7 separate regions of the Mus musculus genome follow, and regions 1, 2, 3, 4, 5 and 7 are each linked to region 6. A link is a contact called in public HiCAR-type and promoter capture Hi-C data. All regions are on one chromosome and are shown on one strand. Each heading gives the region's core, a stretch centred on a gene start, on an enhancer-like site or on the middle of the called end of the contact. The rest is flanking DNA. Distances are from core to core; before and after follow the strand shown.

Evidence for each region. Promoter capture Hi-C pulls out the DNA fragments that hold promoters and counts their contacts. HiCAR-type assays count read pairs that join an accessible place to other places.
Region 1: a promoter capture Hi-C map of pre-B cells shows a contact between it and region 6, with 5 times the contacts expected there. The contact joins the promoter of Psmb1 here to the promoter of Lnpep in region 6. A contact is called at or near these places in 13 of 39 promoter capture datasets (the 3T3-L1 cell line, 3T3-L1-derived adipocytes, the C10 cell line and 10 more), 1 of 484 Hi-C or Micro-C datasets (uterus), 4 of 115 datasets of contacts at active chromatin or transcription factors (astrocytes, embryonic forebrain, memory CD8 T cells and 1 more) and 2 of 9 other capture datasets (adipose tissue and liver).
Region 2: a HiCAR-type map of astrocytes shows a contact between it and region 6, with 8 times the contacts expected there. The contact joins the promoter of Prdm9 here to the promoter of Lnpep in region 6. A contact is called at or near these places in 9 of 39 promoter capture datasets (the 3T3-L1 cell line, the C10 cell line, the HPC-7 cell line and 5 more), 2 of 484 Hi-C or Micro-C datasets (B cells and uterus), 5 of 115 datasets of contacts at active chromatin or transcription factors (the NIH/3T3 cell line, astrocytes, cardiomyocytes and 2 more) and 1 of 9 other capture datasets (adipose tissue).
Region 3: a promoter capture Hi-C map of pre-B cells shows a contact between it and region 6, with 5 times the contacts expected there. The contact joins the promoter of Dll1 here to the promoter of Lnpep in region 6. A contact is called at or near these places in 2 of 39 promoter capture datasets (cranial neural crest and pre-B cells) and 1 of 115 datasets of contacts at active chromatin or transcription factors (large pre-B cells).
Region 4: a promoter capture Hi-C map of pre-B cells shows a contact between it and region 6, with 5 times the contacts expected there. The contact joins the promoter of Fam120b here to the promoter of Lnpep in region 6. A contact is called at or near these places in 5 of 39 promoter capture datasets (cranial neural crest, hippocampal neurons, liver and 1 more) and 2 of 115 datasets of contacts at active chromatin or transcription factors (astrocytes and large pre-B cells).
Region 5: a promoter capture Hi-C map of pre-B cells shows a contact between it and region 6. The contact joins the promoter of Pdcd2 here to the promoter of Lnpep in region 6. A contact is called at or near these places in 12 of 39 promoter capture datasets (the C10 cell line, the HPC-7 cell line, cranial neural crest and 7 more), 7 of 115 datasets of contacts at active chromatin or transcription factors (the 230-238 cell line, astrocytes, kidney and 4 more) and 1 of 9 other capture datasets (adipose tissue).
Region 7: a promoter capture Hi-C map of pre-B cells shows a contact between it and region 6. The contact joins the enhancer-like site here to the promoter of Lnpep in region 6. A contact is called at or near these places in 8 of 39 promoter capture datasets (the 3T3-L1 cell line, the C10 cell line, the HPC-7 cell line and 4 more) and 4 of 115 datasets of contacts at active chromatin or transcription factors (the NIH/3T3 cell line, astrocytes, large pre-B cells and 1 more).

The regions. Positions count from the first base shown.
Region 1 is chr17:15,497,017-15,499,716 of GRCm38.p6, reverse strand. It overlaps Psmb1 (proteasome (prosome, macropain) subunit, beta type 1), which reads left to right and starts at 1,441. Exons shown (of 6, transcript NM_011185.3): 1 at 1,441-1,564. The coding sequence starts at 1,455.
Region 2 is chr17:15,562,017-15,564,716 of GRCm38.p6, reverse strand. It overlaps Prdm9 (PR domain containing 9), which reads left to right and starts at 1,386. Exons shown (of 10, transcript NM_144809.3): 1 at 1,386-1,496; 2 at 1,780-1,903; 3 at 2,195-2,302. The coding sequence starts at 1,428.
Region 3 is chr17:15,374,524-15,377,223 of GRCm38.p6, reverse strand. Dll1 (delta like canonical Notch ligand 1) reads left to right here and starts at 1,401. Exons shown (of 11, transcript NM_007865.3): 1 at 1,401-2,037; 2 at 2,265-2,558. The coding sequence starts at 1,984.
Region 4 is chr17:15,394,899-15,397,598 of GRCm38.p6, reverse strand. It overlaps Fam120b (family with sequence similarity 120, member B), which reads right to left and starts at 1,353. Exons shown (of 11, transcript NM_024203.3): 1 at 1,039-1,353.
Region 5 is chr17:15,525,886-15,528,585 of GRCm38.p6, reverse strand. Pdcd2 (programmed cell death 2) reads left to right here and starts at 1,285. Exons shown (of 6, transcript NM_008799.2): 1 at 1,285-1,595; 2 at 1,974-2,213. The coding sequence starts at 1,313.
Region 6 is chr17:17,623,172-17,625,871 of GRCm38.p6, reverse strand. Lnpep (leucyl/cystinyl aminopeptidase) reads left to right here and starts at 1,383. Exons shown (of 18, transcript NM_172827.3): 1 at 1,383-1,478. The coding sequence starts at 1,460.
Region 7 is chr17:15,545,272-15,547,971 of GRCm38.p6, reverse strand. It overlaps Prdm9 (PR domain containing 9), which reads left to right. Exons shown (of 10, transcript NM_144809.3): 10 at 2,612-2,700. It also overlaps the pseudogene Gm18564. Among named protein-coding and RNA genes, the nearest start is that of Prdm9, 17 kb to the left of the region's middle. Within about 2 kb of position 1,366, at least 18 of the 459 cell types and tissues checked have an H3K27ac peak or open chromatin away from gene starts, as enhancers often do. A contact at or near this core is called in pre-B cells, where this site is marked.

The DNA.
Region 1 (2,700 bases), core at 192-2,691, 2.1 Mb after region 6:
CCAAGCAAGCGTTCTACCACTGAACTACATCCTCAGTCTTCCATGATTTGTTTTTGTGAGAAAGAGTTTCTCTGTGTAGCCCCGACTTTCTTGGGACTCACTCTGTAGAACTGGCTGGCTTCGAACTCCAGAGATTGCTTGGCAAGCTTACTGGCTCCTCCCCTTTGAGATTTGTGAGGTGGCTAAGGAAAATGTCAAGCAAACGCTCCTCATCATGTTCTCAGTAGATGTTAACTTACGTTCAAGGAAGAACAACAAAACAAGCGACTTTGTAGTCACAGATTCATTTCTATTTTTAGCTCGGTCACTACCAGCTCTCTTCCTTGCTGCCACAAGAAAACGTCAGCTGTTTCTTAGGCTGCTTCATAATGCTTGATTGATTCCAACATATCTTAATTTTTTTTTCCTTCTGAAGTTCATCTAAGGCATATACATGTGTTGTTCTGCGTACTTCCTTTCCCTTGTATTTTGCATTATCAACGAGGTAATGAGCTCCTTTAGGTTAAGGTTAGCGCTCTCTCTCTCTCTCTTTCTCTCTGTGTGTGTGTCTGTGTGTGTGATGGACAGTATCTGTGTGTTATGTGTGTAGGTGTTGTATAGGTTGTCTATTTACACAGACTCTAATAAGTACAATAGTACTGTGTATCTATTTTCCCCTAAAGGAAACATTTTCTCTTGAAAGTACAGGAAACCTCAGAAGACTGGGGAATTGAGAAAACTTAACAAAGGCTTGTCAAGAGGCAATATAAGGGAAGCGGGTTTTATGTTGTCTTACTGTTTGAGGAGATACAACCCAGGGGGAAGCATGCCAACTGGATTGCATCCACAGACCAGAAACATAAATAGATAAATGTTAGTTCGCTTCTTCTTTATTTAGTCGGGAAATCCAGGCAATGAGGTGGCGCCGCTTATATTTTAGTTGGGTCTTCGCTCCTCAATTAAACCTTGAAACACCCGCATAGACGCATCCATGGGTTTTACCTACATGATGCTAAGTTCTGTGAAATTAACAATATTAACCATCATATTCTGGCTAAAGAAATCTGGTATTGCTTCCTGGGTCTCGTGGCTGCGTACACCACACAGTTGACATGCGTCCTGATTGGCCTTGAATGCAGCATGAACTACTAACCCGTCTCAAACGCTGTGCCACTTCGCCAATGTGACATCCGAGTTGTCGTTGCTCTGTAATTGGGTTAATTTTTTTGGTATGGTCAGACTTTTAATTTTCTATCCGCCATGAGTAAATCCAAACGTTTTCTTAGGGTTATAAAACAGGTTTCTCTGTTGGCAGGATTGGCGGATCCAGGTTGTGCGCTAGCCGGACGCAGGCGTAGACCTCCAAGAGCAACGACGAGTGCAGGCTAGAGGAGCCTAGGGGGGCGGGGCGAGGGAGGCGGAAGTGGACCGGTCCCGGCGGCCATTTTGCCGTGAGACAGCAGGAGTTAGGCGCGATGCTTTCCACTGCTGCTTACCGAGACGTGGAACGAGAGCTGGGAATGGGGCCTCACGGCTCCGCCGGCCCTGTGCAGCTGCGGTTTTCGCCTTATGCCTTCAACGGAGGGTAAAAGCCTGGGCCTGCTGCCCTCACCTGGGTCGAGCCTGGGGTCGCGACGGGCGGGTGTGGGAATGGCAGGGATGTAGCCTGCAGCCCAGCACTCAGTTGTGCATGGACGCCCTCGGTGCCGTTTGCTCCAGCAACCGGGCTCCCACCTCAATCTTCCGCCCTATGGCCTGTTGTTTGGTAGGGCTTGAACACGTTTCTAAAGCCAACGGGCGAACATGAAGTTATGATTTGTCTTGGTTGTTAGACGAGTAGCTGTTTCTGTCGCTGGGCCGCCTGATCACTTGTTGTTTTAAGAGGAAACTAACATGATTAACCAGACTTAATTTCAGGGATGAAAGTGAAGGTTGTTTTGTTCTGCTCTTGAGACGTAGCCTGCTGGGCAAGGTCTACTGAGCTGCATCCACAGCCTTAGGCAGTCGGACCCTTGTGTGTGTTTATTTTTACTCTCAAATTACTTTAGCATTTTAATTATCCGCTTTATTCGAAGATATTTTTCCTTTGTATTTAGGACCGTTGACAATACAGGGGTATTCTTCATCAAATTAGAAGTTGAAACAGCTAATTATCCAAAAAAGGGGGGCGGGGGGGGGGCTTGTTTAAGAAAAGCAAAACCAGCCAGGCGGTGGTGGAGCACGCCTTTACTGCTAGCAAAGGCAAGTGGGTCTCTTAAGTTCGTGGCCAGTCTGGTCTACAGAGCAAGTTCCAGGACAGCCTGGGCTACACGGAGAATCTTTGTCTCAAGAAAGAAAAGCAAAAACGTTAAATATGGCTTTATGAATGTTGAGCGTTGATCATACAGATAGTGAAAGGTTGATTTTAGTCTTGGTTGTACCTTTTGAAGAGCAATTGTGAATGTACTATGTGGGCTCCTTTCAGTTACTTATAGATTGGGGAAGACTCAAGGTAGGTTTTTTTGTTTGTTTGTTTGTTTGTTTTAATTTCAAGCAGTTAAGTGAATAATTTCATAGTTTTACTTCTTGACTCTTGGCATCTAAACAGCCCAGGCTATAGAGCTGGTGTGAATTAGAACCGGATTTAAATTCATAGCGTTCTCAGCCGAGTCCAGTTTCAGTTTGCTTTTCCAGTATGCTGCTTAATGCTGCACGTGAACACTAAGTACTTACTTTGTAAGA
Region 2 (2,700 bases), core at 137-2,636, 2.1 Mb after region 6:
CGGTGCCCAGCTCCAATTGGAGATTGACTGAAACCCCACTCTAGAGCAGACCTAAGCACTTAAAGCTCTGCTCCATGGTTTTAAGACCTTTAGTAGACAGGACACAGGTCAGGTAACACAGCCTGCCACATTGAAAAAGAGGAGTCTGAAGGAACGGACGCCGCACAGAGAACAAGTGTGCGCCTGCGCGCTGGCCACTACCTGATTCGTGCAGGGGCCTGGCAATCCCAGCGAGGGGAGGGGCAGCCTGGAGAAAGCCACGGGCAGGAATTGCACCCTGACTGACAGGCAGAGCTCCGCCCTCCGCTTTTCTTGTTCCCGCCCCTCAGCCAGCTGTCTGTCAATTGGCGGATTCTCCTGTCAGTCAGCCTCGGAACTCCTCAGAGGGACGAACGCCGGCGGTGGCCTCAGAGCCGCGGGATTCTGGACCATGAGTGCAGGCGAAACCTTCAGGACCAGCGAGGCTTTCTAGGCTCAGCCCGTGAGACCCCATATCCCCTAAATTAGATTCGGACCCCCTCAGCGTGACACGCGCGCGCGCGCTCACACGCACACACCCGGTCACCTCAGCTTCTCGGGAACTCCAAACGCCCTTTGGCTGAGTGAGGTCCCAAATGCACTTGTGCGGAACCAACCCAGCCTCTGCCTGAGGAACCTGGGTAGCTCGCCTCAGAGAGACTAAGTTTCCAGACAGGAAACCTGGACTCTCAGCGTAGAGACTCTCCTAAGCCCCAAAGACCCCAGACGCCCTCGGTCTCGAGGACCTGTCTGTCACTCCAGATTGGCTTCCAGAGATCCTAAATGCTCTCGTCCCGCAGGACCCTAAATACCTCCGACGTGACAAATCCCAACTCTTCGTGACATAATCGTCAAATCTCGTCAGACTGCGAGTCTCCAAACCTTATTTCACAGCCTGAAAGACTCCTCTAGCCTACGAACCCAATTCCTTCAATCTGATGCACCCCACTCCTCAGCCCGAGGTCCCCAAAGTTAAAATCTCAGCCAGAGCGTTCCTACATTTTCACCAGAGGGACTTCAATCCCTTGTACTCGGGATTCCCGAATCCATTTACCTGAAAACATCTTTCAGACCCTGGCTGACTCCTTGGTCCAGATGAAGAGCAAGTGGGAATGGGGTGGGGGGGGACACCGGTTGGCGGGAGGAATCTTCCTTCCTTGCTGTCGCAGGTCCTGACCCGGACGGAGGGTCGGTGCCTAGGTTTAGGGCTCAGTCCAGAATCCTTGCTCCTGCACCAGAGTACTAGACCTCGGAGTCCGAAGAAGCTGCCTGTGTTGGCTGCATGGATTCCCAGCCCCTAGCTCCTTCCCATGTGCTGGTGGGCATCTCTGATCGCCTAAGGCCCTTAGTTACCTCTTCATCCATAGGACCATAGGACCCTGGACCTCTCCAGTGAAATGTCCTGCACCATGAACACCAACAAGCTGGAAGAAAATAGTCCTGAAGAAGATACAGGGAAATTCGAGTGGAAACCCAAGGTAGTACGAAGTTATCCTTGAGTCAGGAGGATCATGGGGTGGGCAGAGGCAAACAGCCTTGAGTACCAATACCATATTGATTTTTCCTATGACAAGAAGGTGGGTCCCGATATGTGAGAGAGGAAAGGCTCATTAGCAACTGCTCTGTCAGCATGAACATCCAGTGTTTGCTTAAAGAAGGTTCTGGGAATGGGAGGATAACCTTGGTCACTGAGACCACATTCCAGGGTCCCAAGCCCGGCCCAGCATGTTCCGTTTTTTGTTTTTATTTTTTTTCCCCCAGGTCAAAGATGAATTCAAAGACATTTCCATATACTTCTCCAAAGAAGAATGGGCAGAGATGGGAGAGTGGGAGAAAATTCGCTATAGAAATGTGAAAAGGAACTATAAAATGCTGATTTCAATAGGTAACAAGAAGTCTTCGGTTGAACCAGTCTAGATTAAAAAAATAAAATCTCAGTTCCCATGTTCCCATGTTATGTTAGGGTCTTCCCAGGTATCTACAGTGGTACAGTTCCCAATGGAGACAAGTTTAGAGGAAACGTGTGTGTGTGTGTGTGTGTCTGTGTGTCCAGGACTAAATGTTAGCACTGGCCCTGTAGAGATCTCATCTCCACACCCAGAGCCTACCTGGCCTTGTGATACATTTGTTCCATCCTCTAGGGCCTTTTTAAGAGGAATATTTTGCTGCTTTTCAGGTCTCAGAGCCCCTAGACCAGCTTTCATGTGTTACCAAAGGCAAGCAATGAAACCCCAAATAAATGACAGTGAGGATTCTGATGAAGAGTGGACACCTAAGCAACAAGGTGAGGAGAGGCTAGGAGAGTTTAGAAGTGAGGTGAGGGGGCAGGAGAATTTAGAAGTACCCATCGGAAACCAAGCCAGATTTAGGTTCCATAATGTCTCAGAACCAACTTCTGAAAACTGGGTGTTTCAGAATCAAGGGTCAGCAAACAAACAAGATGCAATGCAAAATTAATAGTAAGAATCTATTCCTGTACATTTTAAAATATGTGAAAACTATATGCTATTTATAAATATAATAAATATGAAATATATACAAATCTGGGCATGAACAAGAAATATCAAACCCAAAGTAGCTAGGATAAGCACCTTACCTAGTCTGTAGCCTGCGTGCTTATTATTAATCATGTAAATATGACCATGGTTGTGCAAATGTCTCTTCAAGATCTTATTTTCACTC
Region 3 (2,700 bases), core at 152-2,651, 2.2 Mb after region 6:
AATAAGGTGACGGTTGTGTAAAGGTTATGTGTTGGGGGGTGAGGTGGGGGGAGTCTTTCAAACATGTGCCGGACATTGTCGCAGAGGCCGCGGCGTGCGCGGAGGGGAGCTCTTTCTCTCCGCATTGTGCAGAGAGCAGGTGCTGTCTGCATTACCATACAGCTGAGCGCACAAAGAGCCACTGATTCAGCCTCGCACAATAACAGACTGCCTTAATGACAGCCACGCGAACGACACACACCAAACTCACTTTTTACCAAGCAGAGGGAGGCCTGAGGGGAATACCCAGGAGAGTGGGACCGGACACCAGTGAAGGTGGTGTTGGTTGAAAATCTCCCGGGAGAGGGTGTGTACACCGGGAAAGGGGTAAGCTTAGCTTTTGGCTCTGCTGGCTCAGGGAATACACTATCCGGACCCCAATTCCCCATTTCCAGTGATCGTGGACAACACGGAGACAGCAGCGCTCCGGGACACTGCGGTGTCTGGGGGTGTCCGGCCCGGATCGCTAGCCCATCGGCACTCTCCGAGGCTCAATCGCCAGGCTTCACCAGAGGTATAAGCGTGCCTAACCTCCCCAAACTTCCCAAACTGCCGGGGTGCTCTTGCCACCCTTTGCCCACCTCTTCAAGGGTCCCTTTCCTACCGGGCACCCCGCCCCCGCCCCCTCCGGGAGACTCCTCCTTAGAAAGAGGCTGCCAGGGAGGAGGGGCAGCAGCAGGGACGCGGGCCTCTAACCTCTCCCCGGTTCCTCAGTCCCTAGGACTGAACAAACGAGGAGAGCCTAGGCGGCTAGTGTTGGAAACGCCAAGGTCCGGAGGCCGCGTCCTGCGAGCGAGTCTAGCGGTGACCGCGAGTGGGAGGCTCAGGCCGCCCAGCGTGCCTAGGGTCTTCGGGCCTGTGGCGGTGGGGCGGTGGGCGACGCGGCCTCAGCTCCAGCTCCGGGAGCAGAGCGGTTCGTCTCCGGGAACGTTTTGCAGGAATGTAAATGAGCGGGTTTTGCGCTGGGGGAGGGAGGCGAAGGGGCGAGGGCGGAGGCAGAGAGGACTAGGGGGCGGGGAGGTGGGGGGCGGGGAGGAGGGTTGCACATTTTACAGCTCACTGACCATTTGGCGATCCATTGAGAGGAGGGTTTGGAAAAGTGGCTCCTTTGTGACAGCTCTCGCCAGATTGGGGGGCTGCTCATTTGCATCTCATTAGTTATGCGAGCGGCCGGCAGGATTTAAGGGTGGCAGGCGCCAGCCCGGGCCAGATCCTCCGGCGTGCACCCGCGGTTACCCTGTCTGACCAGGGCAGGTCACGGGAGAGCACCGGTGCGGCACGGAGCCTCCCACGCTTCGGCCTCCGGTCCTCGGTGTGTGTTCTCGCATGGCATTGGCTGAATTCTTGAGGAAGACGCGAGGCTTGGCGATAGTGCAAGAGATACCGGTCTAGAACACTCTGGGAGCGGCAGCGGCTGCCGAGTGACGCCGGGCCGGGAAACCAGGGCGCGCGCCGCAGTCCTTGCCACCACCGTTCCCACCGCGCCCCTCGGGGCCCCGGATTATCGCCTCACCGGTGGGATTTCCAGACCGCCGCTTCCTAATAGGCCTGCGAAGGAAGCCACTGCAAGCTCTCTTGGGAATTAAGCTGAACATCTGGGCTCTCTTCCCTCTGTGTCTTATCTCCTTTCTCCTCTTTCCCTCCGCGAAGAAGCTTAAGACAAAACCAGAAAGCAGGAGACACTCACCTCTCCGTGGACTGAAAGCCAGACGAAGAGGAAACCGAAAGTTGTCCTTTCTCAGTGCCTCGTAGAGCTCTTGCCGGGGACCTAGCTGAAGGCACCGCACCCTCCTGAAGCGACCTGGCCCTGATAGCACACCTGGAGCCGAGAGACGCCTTTCCGCCAGTACTCCTCGGGTCATATAGACTTTCCTGGCATCCCTGGGTCTTTGAAGAAGAAAGAAAAGAGGATACTCTAGGAGAGCAAGGGCGTCCAGCGGTACCATGGGCCGTCGGAGCGCGCTAGCCCTTGCCGTGGTCTCTGCCCTGCTGTGCCAGGTAGGGGGCCGGGCGGGGCTGCTGCGCGGTGGAGGGAGGGGAGTCGGACCAGCCGATCAGCTGTCCATCCCCAAGTGACTCCGGCAGCGACGACCCCGAGAGCTGCCCGGCAGCGGGCAGCTCCGGATGGGCGCTGAGGTGCGCTCGGCCTCTGCGTCCTAGCAAGGGCCCGCGCGCCCCCGGGTCCCTCCGCCGCCGGCGCGACCTCACGCCCCTTCCCCGCGCAGGTCTGGAGCTCCGGCGTATTTGAGCTGAAGCTGCAGGAGTTCGTCAACAAGAAGGGGCTGCTGGGGAACCGCAACTGCTGCCGCGGGGGCTCTGGCCCGCCTTGCGCCTGCAGGACCTTCTTTCGCGTATGCCTCAAGCACTACCAGGCCAGCGTGTCACCGGAGCCACCCTGCACCTACGGCAGTGCTGTCACGCCAGTGCTGGGTGTCGACTCCTTCAGCCTGCCTGATGGCGCAGGCATCGACCCCGCCTTCAGCAACCCCATCCGATTCCCCTTCGGCTTCACCTGGCCAGTGAGTGGGCACCTGCGCGCACTCGGCTGGGTCTGGAGGGGTAGGGGTGGCTGGTTGGTGGTTGGCAGTGGGAAGAAGGCAAGGGCCACTGATAAGGGTTGGGGAATCCCACAAAGACACGCCTGAGGTCTTGACTTCTTAC
Region 4 (2,700 bases), core at 104-2,603, 2.2 Mb after region 6:
ATAAATGAATAAAACCAGGGGCAGATGGATGTATTAAGTGAGATCAAGAACCAATTCACAGTTTATAGACTCCCATTATAGCCAGAGAGAGCGATGGAGAGAAATAATGCCTAACAATAAAATTAAAACTATTTATACTTGGTATTAAGTTCTGTAGCAACAATTGATAGCATTATGTGGAATGCATCCTTCTTACCAAGGTGGAGTCAACTCAGAAAGTAAATGAAATTAGTTTAGTATCTGCAACACAGAAGTTACAATGCTCTACCCAATGACCAGGCCTTTCTTTCAAATACCAAGCACACCTTGAAGATGGTGGAAATGGGGAGGGGAAAACTGGGACAAGAACACTTGCAAAGCAGCAACATAAGATAAATAGCAAGTTGTAAAGGCTCTATAATTATGAACAGAGGGGTGTTGTATTCACAGTACACTGAAATCAAGGACTCCGAAGCCAAAGCTTGGATTCGTGAACTTTTCATTATCAGTTCCATAAATATATCCAGACTCCAGTTCAGAGATAAGAGTAGAGTCTTTGAGTGTGGAAAATAAATGATTTCAAATGCTCTCCACGTAAGTTTTTTGGGGGGGGCCAAAGGTGTTCACAGATATAAACGTCTGGAAGACTGGCTGAACAGATATTTTTTTTAAACTGGGAGGTGCTATAGTCAAGGTGGGGGCAAGAGAAATAACGCATCAGTTGCTGGTGCCTTTCAAAAACAGGTAAAGAAAAAAGTAGCCAGGCGTTCGTACACTAACCTAATGTCAGTCGAGGTCAGGAGCTATCCTCTAATGGATGGGAGATAGGGAAAATGATGAGAGACATTGGACGTGGGTAACAGCAAGTCCCTAAGGTGGAAAGATCTGAGAGCATATGTAGGCCGAAATCAAACGGATGGTCCCCTCCCCAGAGGAACTCAACACAGCTGAGGCCCAGCCCCTTCGCCTCTCCATCACTTAAGGTCCTACAACCTCCCAACCTGGTTTCCAGTTACCAGTTCTTCCCTCCCCAGCCGCTACCAGAGTCTGAGAGTCTACCTCGCTGGTCCTCAGTGTCCTGCAGCTGGGCTCAGGAAGAGTCTCCACCCCGCTCCACCTGCAAGTGGATGGCTGCCTCTCCCCTCCACCCAGGGAGGAACAGCCAGGACGCAGAGAAGCCAGGATGCGGAGGGGCGTGGCCACGGCGAGGATAGTGGACTTGATGCTGGAAGGAGTCTGGGGTAGGGAGATGCGACAGCAGAGATCCAGGGCCGATTCCCCAGCCTGGCCTACCCAAAGCTCAGCAGTGGCCGCAGACTGCGTCAACCAGATTTCAGACCCACAGTCTACGGCGTGCTCACTTCCGCTTCCGTTATTGAACTTCCGCCCGGAGAAGTGTCTGGTTAGACAAAGTGAAGCTTGTGCTTATATAACTGGAAGTAAAGGACGAAGAGACGAAAGGGATGTAGTACGCAAGCGCTAGAGCGGGAGGCGAAGTGGGTGGCACCCAGGAAGAAGGAAGCTTTAACCCGTTGCCTAGCAACCGGGGAATAGCCTAGGACGCCTGCACGCCGCTGGATAGCCGGACTGGGAAAAGTGTGTTTGTCCCATAGGCTAAGTCTTCAGGCTGAGTGGCAGCCTGCACTAGCACTGGGTGCCTTGCTCCGGTAATGCACGCACACAGGCTGCAGCGGATAGTCACTGGAAACCCTTTTAAATGCCACAGACCACAGCTTGCAACCACGCAGAGTATGGGAAGCTGCGAGGATCCTGGTTTGGTCTTGAATCCCCTTAGGAGTACCAGTACTGAAAGGCGGCACAGCTTGGACAAGGAGCATCAAGGGCCGAGAGTCCACTTACAGAGTTGTCATAGGCAATAATGCTGGTCATTTTATTGGGTGAAGTGGCCATCCTTGTGGGCTACATTCAGGCTGTCTAGTATTTTGGATGGAAATCTCCAATAAGCTAAAGCATCCTTTGTGTCGGTAGCCCCCAACTTGGGGTGCTGGAAACATTTGGATCTCAAGATTACAGTTTTAGCTGTTGAGTCACAGCTTGTGCTAGCCTTATGGTAGAGGGGTTCTCTGCCTTTAGCTTTACAGCTCCAGGATGCGTCCTCAGCTGCCAGAGGTAGCAACTCGGTGACTTTCTGGGACTCTTTAGAGCAGCTGGCGCTTGCATTCAGTAGTGTTTTATCTTTTGCAGTTTCTGTTCTCCTCTATGCTATACTTTCCCAACACTCCCGTAGTCCTTCACAGTCTTAGCACTCCATGGCCTCTACAACAGCCCTCTATTGGTTTCTGTTGGGTGCTGTACCTGTTCTTTATGCAACCGACGCAAGCTACCCTACCCGGGATCAAGACTACAAGGAGGCATCAGTACCACTTGGAGTAAATTTTATTGGCAGCACAGGGGCAACTTGCAGAAAAACAAAGCAAAGCAAACAACCACAACAAAAAACTTTCTCCTGTATACTGCCATTGGGCTGGGGTCACTGAGTAGGGTGATCTAAGAGCCATCTCAAGGTGTCATGGTCAGTTTCCCAAGGCCATGAAACTGCTGGGTGGTGGTTGATTGTAATGGTTCCCCTGACTGAAACAAAGTCTCTGTGGCATCTACAGTTGCCGTGAAGTCTTCTCTGGACATTGGTAGCTAGAATAGAGCAGTAATCATTACAGTTGCCCTGACAACAGGCTGAGGAACCTTCAGGGGCAGCTACTT
Region 5 (2,700 bases), core at 36-2,535, 2.1 Mb after region 6:
AGGAATCTCAGTACAGACCTGAGACACCATCTGATAGCATTGTTAGCCTTTTGATTGGTGGAGAATAGCATTTTGTTAATACAGTCCAATAGTCTTTATCTGTTTATCAAGGTGTTAGGTCTGACACAAAAGCGGCCACTAAGGTATCTTTAAGGGGCTAAAGACAACCCAAGAGAAATAGTACCATTTCTAAAGATTCTAAACTCTTCAAAGTCAAAAAGTTTTATTAGTTAACCAGACTTTGTAGACAGCTCCTTTCCAGGAATTCTTGTTTACACTAGCCAAAAAACCCACTGTTGTTTTGTCTTTACATCTTGCTTCCTGTCTAAATCCAACACACAGGGCAGCGAGTATGGGAGCACCCAACTGTGTGAAGCAGAGCGCTATGATTTACGTTTGTTTCGAGTGCTCCTCCTCAACTGTATCCGGTCATCTTTCTCCTCCACCCCAGTTTTGAACATCCTTTAACTGCATGAGGACAGGTTTCAAGGGTCTGTGTGGGTTCGCCCCCAACCTCAATTCTTCCACAGGAGAACAGAGCCTCCCTTTGAAAGAGAAGATAAAAATAGCAAACTTCAACATTAATTATGATTGGCGACATTACTTAGGATGTATTCAGTTTCATAAAACTAAGATAAGAGAATAAGAAACTCTCTGTTCTGAGATAACAGAATAACCTAAACTGCTAACTTCTGCTTTGGGAAGCCTACTTGCCCCTTTCTCTTCCAAAGGAAGCACGCATTTGTTCTCCCTTAAGAAGTGACCACCACCAATATCCACTTAGCAAGTTCCATTTGCTAGAGAAACTGTCATAATAAAAATCTGAAAATTCAGCTTCTGTAAAACTTGCTCAGCTCCGGGAAAAACCTCTTTTGAAGCAGAGATTTTAAAAGACCACTCTAAGATAATCACAAAGATTATGACAATATCTAACGGCATAAACCATGAAATGTTTCTGATCCGGGCTGAGTCTCTTACCCAATAGCGAAAGGCTACAGCTGCGAACTAATTAAAGTTTGTCTTTTGTCCCCGAGTGCTGAGAATGCCCCCACTTCCCTCACTCCAACCTGAGGATCTACAACCGACACCCTAATCTCAGAGGTCTGAAGAGCTTCCGGCCTTCGGATCCCCAGAAACAGTGACAGTTCGATGGAGGTAGTCTTGCTCACCAGCGTCCTTTATTCACTTTTGCTTCCTGCCTATAGGGTTACCTCCAGTCCGGTCCCAGCTCGAGATCTGACCCCGCCTCCCGCCTTCCGGCCTAACACGTGACCGCCCTCTTCCGGCCTGGTGGCAGAGTCCTGCTGCGAGCATGGCTGCAGCCGCCCCTGGTCCTGTGGAGTTGGGCTTCGCCGAGGAGGCACCGGCCTGGAGGCTGCGCAGCGAGCAGTTTCCCAGCAAAGTGGGCGGGCGGCCCGCGTGGTTGGGCTTGGCGGAGCTGCCGGGGCCCGGGGCGCTGGCGTGTGCGCGCTGCGGCCGCCCGCTCGCCTTCCTGCTGCAGGTGTACGCACCGCTGCCGGGCCGGGACGACGCCTTCCACCGCAGCCTCTTTCTCTTCTGCTGTCGCGAGCCGCCGTGCTGCGCCGGCCTGCGAGGTGAGCGGCCGCCGGGACAGGACCCGGGCGAGGGTTGCCACGGGGGCTGAACCCTGGACGTAGGACGATCGGTTGGCGCGAGTGGTTGTATTCAGGTACCGGAATTGTCTTAGAATCGTGTCCCTTTCATCCTGGGCACGGACTCCTTAAAGCCAATTTCTCTTGTCAGACGGAACTCTTCCCGGGTTTAAAAGCTCTTTAGCTTTTATTTTTATTCCCTTTCATATAAAAACCGCCCCCCCACCCCGAAAGCAAAAACCTTAGGTTTTCCTTAAATGAGGTTTTATGAGGTGAAGCACCGAAAACGGTTCAAATGTTTCAATTATTTTGTTTCACGGAAAGATAATCTCACGTACCCCTTTCTCCTCTTCATTTCAGTTTTTCGTAATCAGCTACCAAGGAACAACGCATTCTACTCCTATGAGCCCCCTTCTGAAACAGAAGCTTTGGGTACGGAATGTGTGTGCCTCCAGCTCAAGTCTGGAGCCCATCTCTGTCGGGTTTGTGGTTGCTTGGCCCCTATGACATGCTCTAGGTGCAAACAGGCACATTACTGCAGCAAGGAGCATCAGACATTAGACTGGCGGCTGGGACACAAGCAGGCTTGTACACAGTCAGGTAAGACAACTTAGCCTTACCGTCTCTGTCAACTGAGGTACTCCAGTTTCTGGTTAAACTTGAAATTAGAAAACATACTTTAAAAGTTTTAGGAACTGGTAACATGAACACTTCGCTAATCTAAAACACAACCAGCTTTATTTTTTTATTAGATATTTTCTTTATATACATTTCAAATGCTATCCCGAAAGTTCCCTATACCCCCCCCCCCCCCCCCAGCCCTGCTCCCTTACCCACCCACTCCTGATTCTTGGCCCTGGTGTTCCCCTGTACTGGGGCATATAAAGTTTGCAAGACCAAGGGGCCTCTCTTCCCAGTAATGGCCGACTAGGCCATCTTCTGCTACATATGCAGCTAGAGACACGAGCTCTGGGGTACTGGTTAGTACAACCAGCTTTATTAACAGGTAGTATTATTAAGAGTAGTTAACCGTGGTCATGCAAAAAGCGTTACAATCACATTCATGCATCCCTGATCCGAATAATGA
Region 6 (2,700 bases), core at 134-2,633:
AACTTCTAGGAGCCTTATGAAAGCTTCGGGGCCATTAAAGGGCGAGAATGTTAATGAGGTCCCAGAGTTAGGTAAGGAGTTTAGTGGTTACTCCAAGTACAGTTGGTTTTCACAGGGCGTTGTAAAACAGGAGTGGAACGTAGTGGATGTAATACAATCGACCTCTTAAAAACACTGCACTTCGGGTTTACTTCTTTGAACGTAGAATTTCCTTATCGATCGAACATCATCCCTTTCTCCTCTTTCGCCCAGGATATTTGTACAGGTTTAGATTTTGTTTGCACGGGTTGACAGCCTGGGAGGAGGAGTGTGTGACAGTTGGCTCGCGCAGTGAGGCCAAGGCCTAGCCAAGTCGCCGCAGGGGACGAAGCAGTGAGTGGGGAGGAAAGAGGAGCTGTGGCTGCGGTTGGGAGGGATGGGGGAGCCTCTTCGCGGGGTGTTGACTTCCGGCAGTTGGAGAAACAGGAGCTAGCAGGAGCTAACGCGGTCTCTACGTGTCTCGTAGGCTGCCGGGGACCGCCCCGATTTGGCACCGGAAACAATGGGGCCCGAGGCAAAGGCGCGAGTACTAGGGGAAGGGGGAACTTGGCTCCCTCCGGTCTAGCCCCGCGGAATCAGGCCGTGTACCCTGAAGGCTGGGAGCAGCCAACTGCTGGTGTCGAGTAAGGACAGGACTAGGCAGGCGGGCCTCTCTGCACACAACCTCTGCGCGCACGGTCCGTTCTCCTACACCCCGCTCCGGGTTTTGAGATCTGCTCGCAGTTCTAAGCCCAGCCCTAAGCAAAGGGCACCGATCGACTCCCGGGCCCCTCCCTTCCTCTGGCCTCCGGCTTTGCTGCAGCAGCAGCTGCTGCAGGGCGTTCTGCTAAAGGAGGGAAGTCGGGCCGACCACCGCCGCAGGGCTTGCTCCGGCGGTTAAGAAGAGCGCCGCCCCGGGCTAGCCCAGCGTAGAGGCCGACCCACCCTGGGCCTTGTCTTGCTTTCAGAACGCGAAGGGCGACAACCCCTCTGGCGACAGCATCACCGGCCGCATTTCCGGGCTCAGTACTGGGGTGGCCGCACCCGAAACACGGCCGGATGCAGTAGTAGGTGTACCAGTTGTCTGAACCGGGGTACTACAGCTCTGCGGCACAGACAGCGCGGCGGCTAGAAGTGAGCTCCGGGGGTGGGGCTCTAAGCCCCGCCCCAGCACTGCGCTCCTCCCCGCCGCCCCTGGGCGGAGTGGGCCTAGGGTTGAGCGATGCTTAGCGTCCACGCCTCAGTGGGTCTTTTGCAGCAGTTGCGAAAACCCGGAACGAAGGTGTTGTTGCCGTGCGGCGGAGCGGCGCCGCCCCTCGCCGCACCTCCCCGGCAGCCCTCGGAGGCCTTTGCTGGGCATGCTCAGTCGTCAGGACCGCTTCGGCTCTCGGAGTAGGAAGCTTGGGGCGCTGGGCTGGTAAGGACCCGCGGCGGGGCGAAGATGGAGTCCTTTACCAATGGTGAGTGGCTAGCCCGAGTCGCGGATTCCCGGGCTCTCAGGGTCCAGAGGGTCAGATGTGGCAAGGGGGTCAGGCTGCAGGCATCCCTGCCAAGGGTTTCCCAGGCGGGCCGGGGGGCGGCAGAGGGGCCAGGGTCGGCTGGGGCAGGCGTGAAGGTCAGCCCTCTCCCGGGGGCCAGCCCCGAACCTCCAGGTGAGGTAGTCGGCAAAGTTTGGGATGCTTGCGCGGTGGAGGGGGCGGCGGCAAAGTTGGCAACGGCGTTGGTCCTGGGGGAAGCGGCCGCGGCCAGGAGAAGCTGCGGCCCCGGCGAAAGCCTACTCGTGCGGGGAGCCTGGAGCTGTCCGCCCGTCCTTCACCGAGCTGTCCGCATGCCTTTCCGTAACAGGGCGGGGTGGGGCCGCGGCTGGCAGCGTGATTTAGTGCACTGCAGGGAAGGAAACTTACCGGGGGCTGGCTAGTACTGCTCGGTGTGGCGAAGATGCCGCCCCGCATTGCCACCCGTCTGCCTACCGCTGCTCCGCAGGTCGACCAAACTTCTTTTTACCAGCTAGTGATGTTTGATCTTCTAGTTAGAGATCCATTGAATATCAATGGCCCTTGTTGGGCTTATATCATAAGGTGGCATGGGTGTGTGTGTGTGAAAGTCAAAGCAGTCTGTGTCCAGAAAATAGCCACGGCCCTTTACTTCATGGCTTTTGTCTGGGCTTGTAGTGCTTGAGTCTCAATATAGAGGTGAGATGATGTCTCACCATTTTATGGTGTTTAAATATATGGATTCCACTTTAGGATGGAAAGTAGGAAAACTGCTAATAAAGGGTAGGGCTTAATGAGATTAGAGGATCCACTTTCTACTTGGCATGTGTTTCCAGTGTGGTTGGTTACTTCAGGTAGGTAGAAAGTCAGATTAATGGGAGAGAAGCATATTATTGTTGGGAGGGGGGTCGCATGCCACTTAAGGAACTGGGAAGGGGGAGGGGACACCCACTCTATCCACTCTAATGCCTAGGCTGGACTTTGTTGTGTTCTTTAACATTGTTTACCACATCGCTGGAGCTGTGACCTACTCATTATGTTCTCCTTTTCCCTAATTCGGGATGCTTTATTCTCCTGCCATCTTTCTGTCTGCAGTGTTTAATTAGGCTTAGTAATGACAGCTTTAACTCCAAATTTCTTTCTCATATGTGTTCTATTTGTAATTACCAAGTTTCTAAGAATAGTCTGG
Region 7 (2,700 bases), core at 117-2,616, 2.1 Mb after region 6:
CTAAATGCACGGGCTCCTTCAGAATATTAGAGCAGTAGGAGCAGTAGCCTCTACAGGAGTGCAAGTACTGCGCGGATATGTACCTAGGAGCTCTAGGTAGCCGGCTTCATGGCCTGCATGAACCGGGAGGAGACTTTTTCCTGAAGCAGACCCTGGGCTGCAAGAATCACCTCAGATGGGTACACTCAGGCAGTAGAACACCGTTGTGTGGAGTTTCAGAGCCCTCAAGACATCTTGTGTTTCAATTCTTAAGCTAAGTGAAATACAATATAAATTCAGTGAATTTTTGAGAACTTCTGAAATTAAAGATCATTTTGTGTGCTTTAAAGTGTTATAAAATTTTTATGCTTTTAAATATTCTTTTTCTTTTCTTTTTTTTTTTTTTTTTTTTGGTTTTTCGAGACAGGTTTCTCTGTGTAGCCCTGGCTGTCCTGGAACTCACTTTGAAGACCAGGCTGGCCTCGAACTCAGAAATCCACCTGCCTCTGCCTCCTAAGAGCTGAGATTAAAGGCATGTGCCACCACCACCCGGCTAAATATTCTAATTTTAAAAGGATTGTTATATTTATTTTGTATGTATAAATTTTTGCTTGCATGTATATATATATGCGTGCAGTGCCTGCTGAAGCCAGAAGACAGTGATGGATCTCCTGGAACTGGAGTTATAGATAGTTTTGAGCTACCATGTAGGTGCCAAAATCAAACCCAGGTACTCTGTAAGAACAGCAAATACTCTTAACATCTGAACCATCTCTCTACCCCTAAATTTATTTCAAGTACTTTATGAACAAAATATATAACAACATATAAGTGCTATAAGGTTAGAGTCCAGAAAAAAAAAAAACAAGAAAAAAGTTTTCACGTACCCATCAACTTTTTTACTGAATTAGTTTATTCTGGTCCTTCCTTTTGGTTTCTTTTTAATTTCTTTCATATATGTAAATAATATAAATATGTCATCTGGCACTATGTCAGTTAGATGTCAGGTAAATTGTGGCTCTGTGCCAGGAGAGAAAAAATATATAAAATAAACAAAAATATTGAAATGCCTGCTCTTTAGCTGACTCATGGACTAGGGAAGCATGCATACTTGTACAGACCTATGCAGAGTCAGGAAAAGTGTTTAGAGACCCGTGGAGTAGACGTAAATATAAAGGCTATTGAAGGAAGATTTGGGAGGGGCAAGCAGATGGTCTCAGAGGAGATAGCTGTTGTAACTGTCTCAAGGCATGAAAGGGCTGCACTTTTGAGAACAGGTTGAAGTCATTTCATGGAAGGAAGCAGATGCCAGAGAAATGCATGTGAGCCTGTTAATGTAGAGCCTGTGAAGGTCCCAGGAGAGTGAGAGTGAGGCATAGCGGGGTTTCAGTTCTTTGTTCTACAATGATGCTTTGGCGAATTTTCAAAAATATAGTGCAGTGTGCAACCACCTCAGAGATTGCTTCAGTTTCCAGGGGGAAAGGATTGCATGCAAAGGACTAGTGGGCCACAGAGAGAAGACATCTGAGTAAGATGTGTTTTGAAACAGGGTTTTTGTTATATTTGAAATGGGCTAAATGTAAATGAAATAAGCATGAGTACTTGGTATGAGGAGAAAATTAACTTTCATTTTACAATTTGTGGATCATTGAGAAAGGTACTTTATAGCCAAGGTGTGGCAGCAGGAGCACACTTTTAGTCAGCAGGACCCAGAACATCCTGTCTTCTTTAACCTAAAGGAGAACCCCCAACTGACTATGTCTTAGAATGAGAAGACAATTTCAAACTCATATGCTGCTTTTATCAACAACTCTACCCAGGTACTCATAGTTGTTGATCTTCTAGCTGGATGGGCTCCAATTACATTTAATTTTCCTTTTTTAGGAAAATCCAGTAAGGGAAATTCCACCTAAGGAAGTGTTGTTATGTCTCCATAGTATGAAATAGGTGCAGAGAGTGCATAGGGAAAGGTGACCAGACACCTGACTAAGTGGAACTGGGTGAGGTAGGGTTGTTGGGTAAGGTAGGATATAAAAACCAAAAAGATGCTTATAGTTTGTAGGGCTTGCTTGCCGTTGCAGTTTACACCAAGAATAAGGTTGCTTCTGATCCTACTTGGAGGACATGTAGTTAAAATAAAAACAGAATAAAAATATTTGAAATGTAAATAAAGAAAAATCCAATAAAATAACAGAATAAAAAAATTAAAATAAAGGTGGTGCACACCTTTAATTCTAGCACTCAGGAGGCAGAGGCAGGAGAATCTCTGTGAGTTCAAGGCCACTCTAGTCTACAAAGCAAATTCTAGCATGGCCAGGAATACACAGAGAAACCCTGTCTCAAAAAAAACAAAACAACAACAACAAAAACCCCAAACAAACAAAAATGACAAAAAAAAAAAAAAACCCAAAGGATGATGGAATGCACTCACTGCACTTGATAGGAGACAGACAACTTGTGTTGGCTATAGAATCCTACCTCATTGACCAGATTGTCTTTGAACCATCAAACCTAGCTGGGTGTGCCTTAACTCATGAAGACTAAGTAATGGGGTAGGCCTGACCACATAGAAAATCAGATGCCTAAGCAATTTATTATATTCAGTCTCATCAAAAACTTTATCTTTCCACAGAACTAAGGACAGAAATTCATCCTTGTCTTTTGTGCTCTTTGGCCTTCTCAAGTCAGAAATTCCTCACTCAACATATGGAATGGAATCAT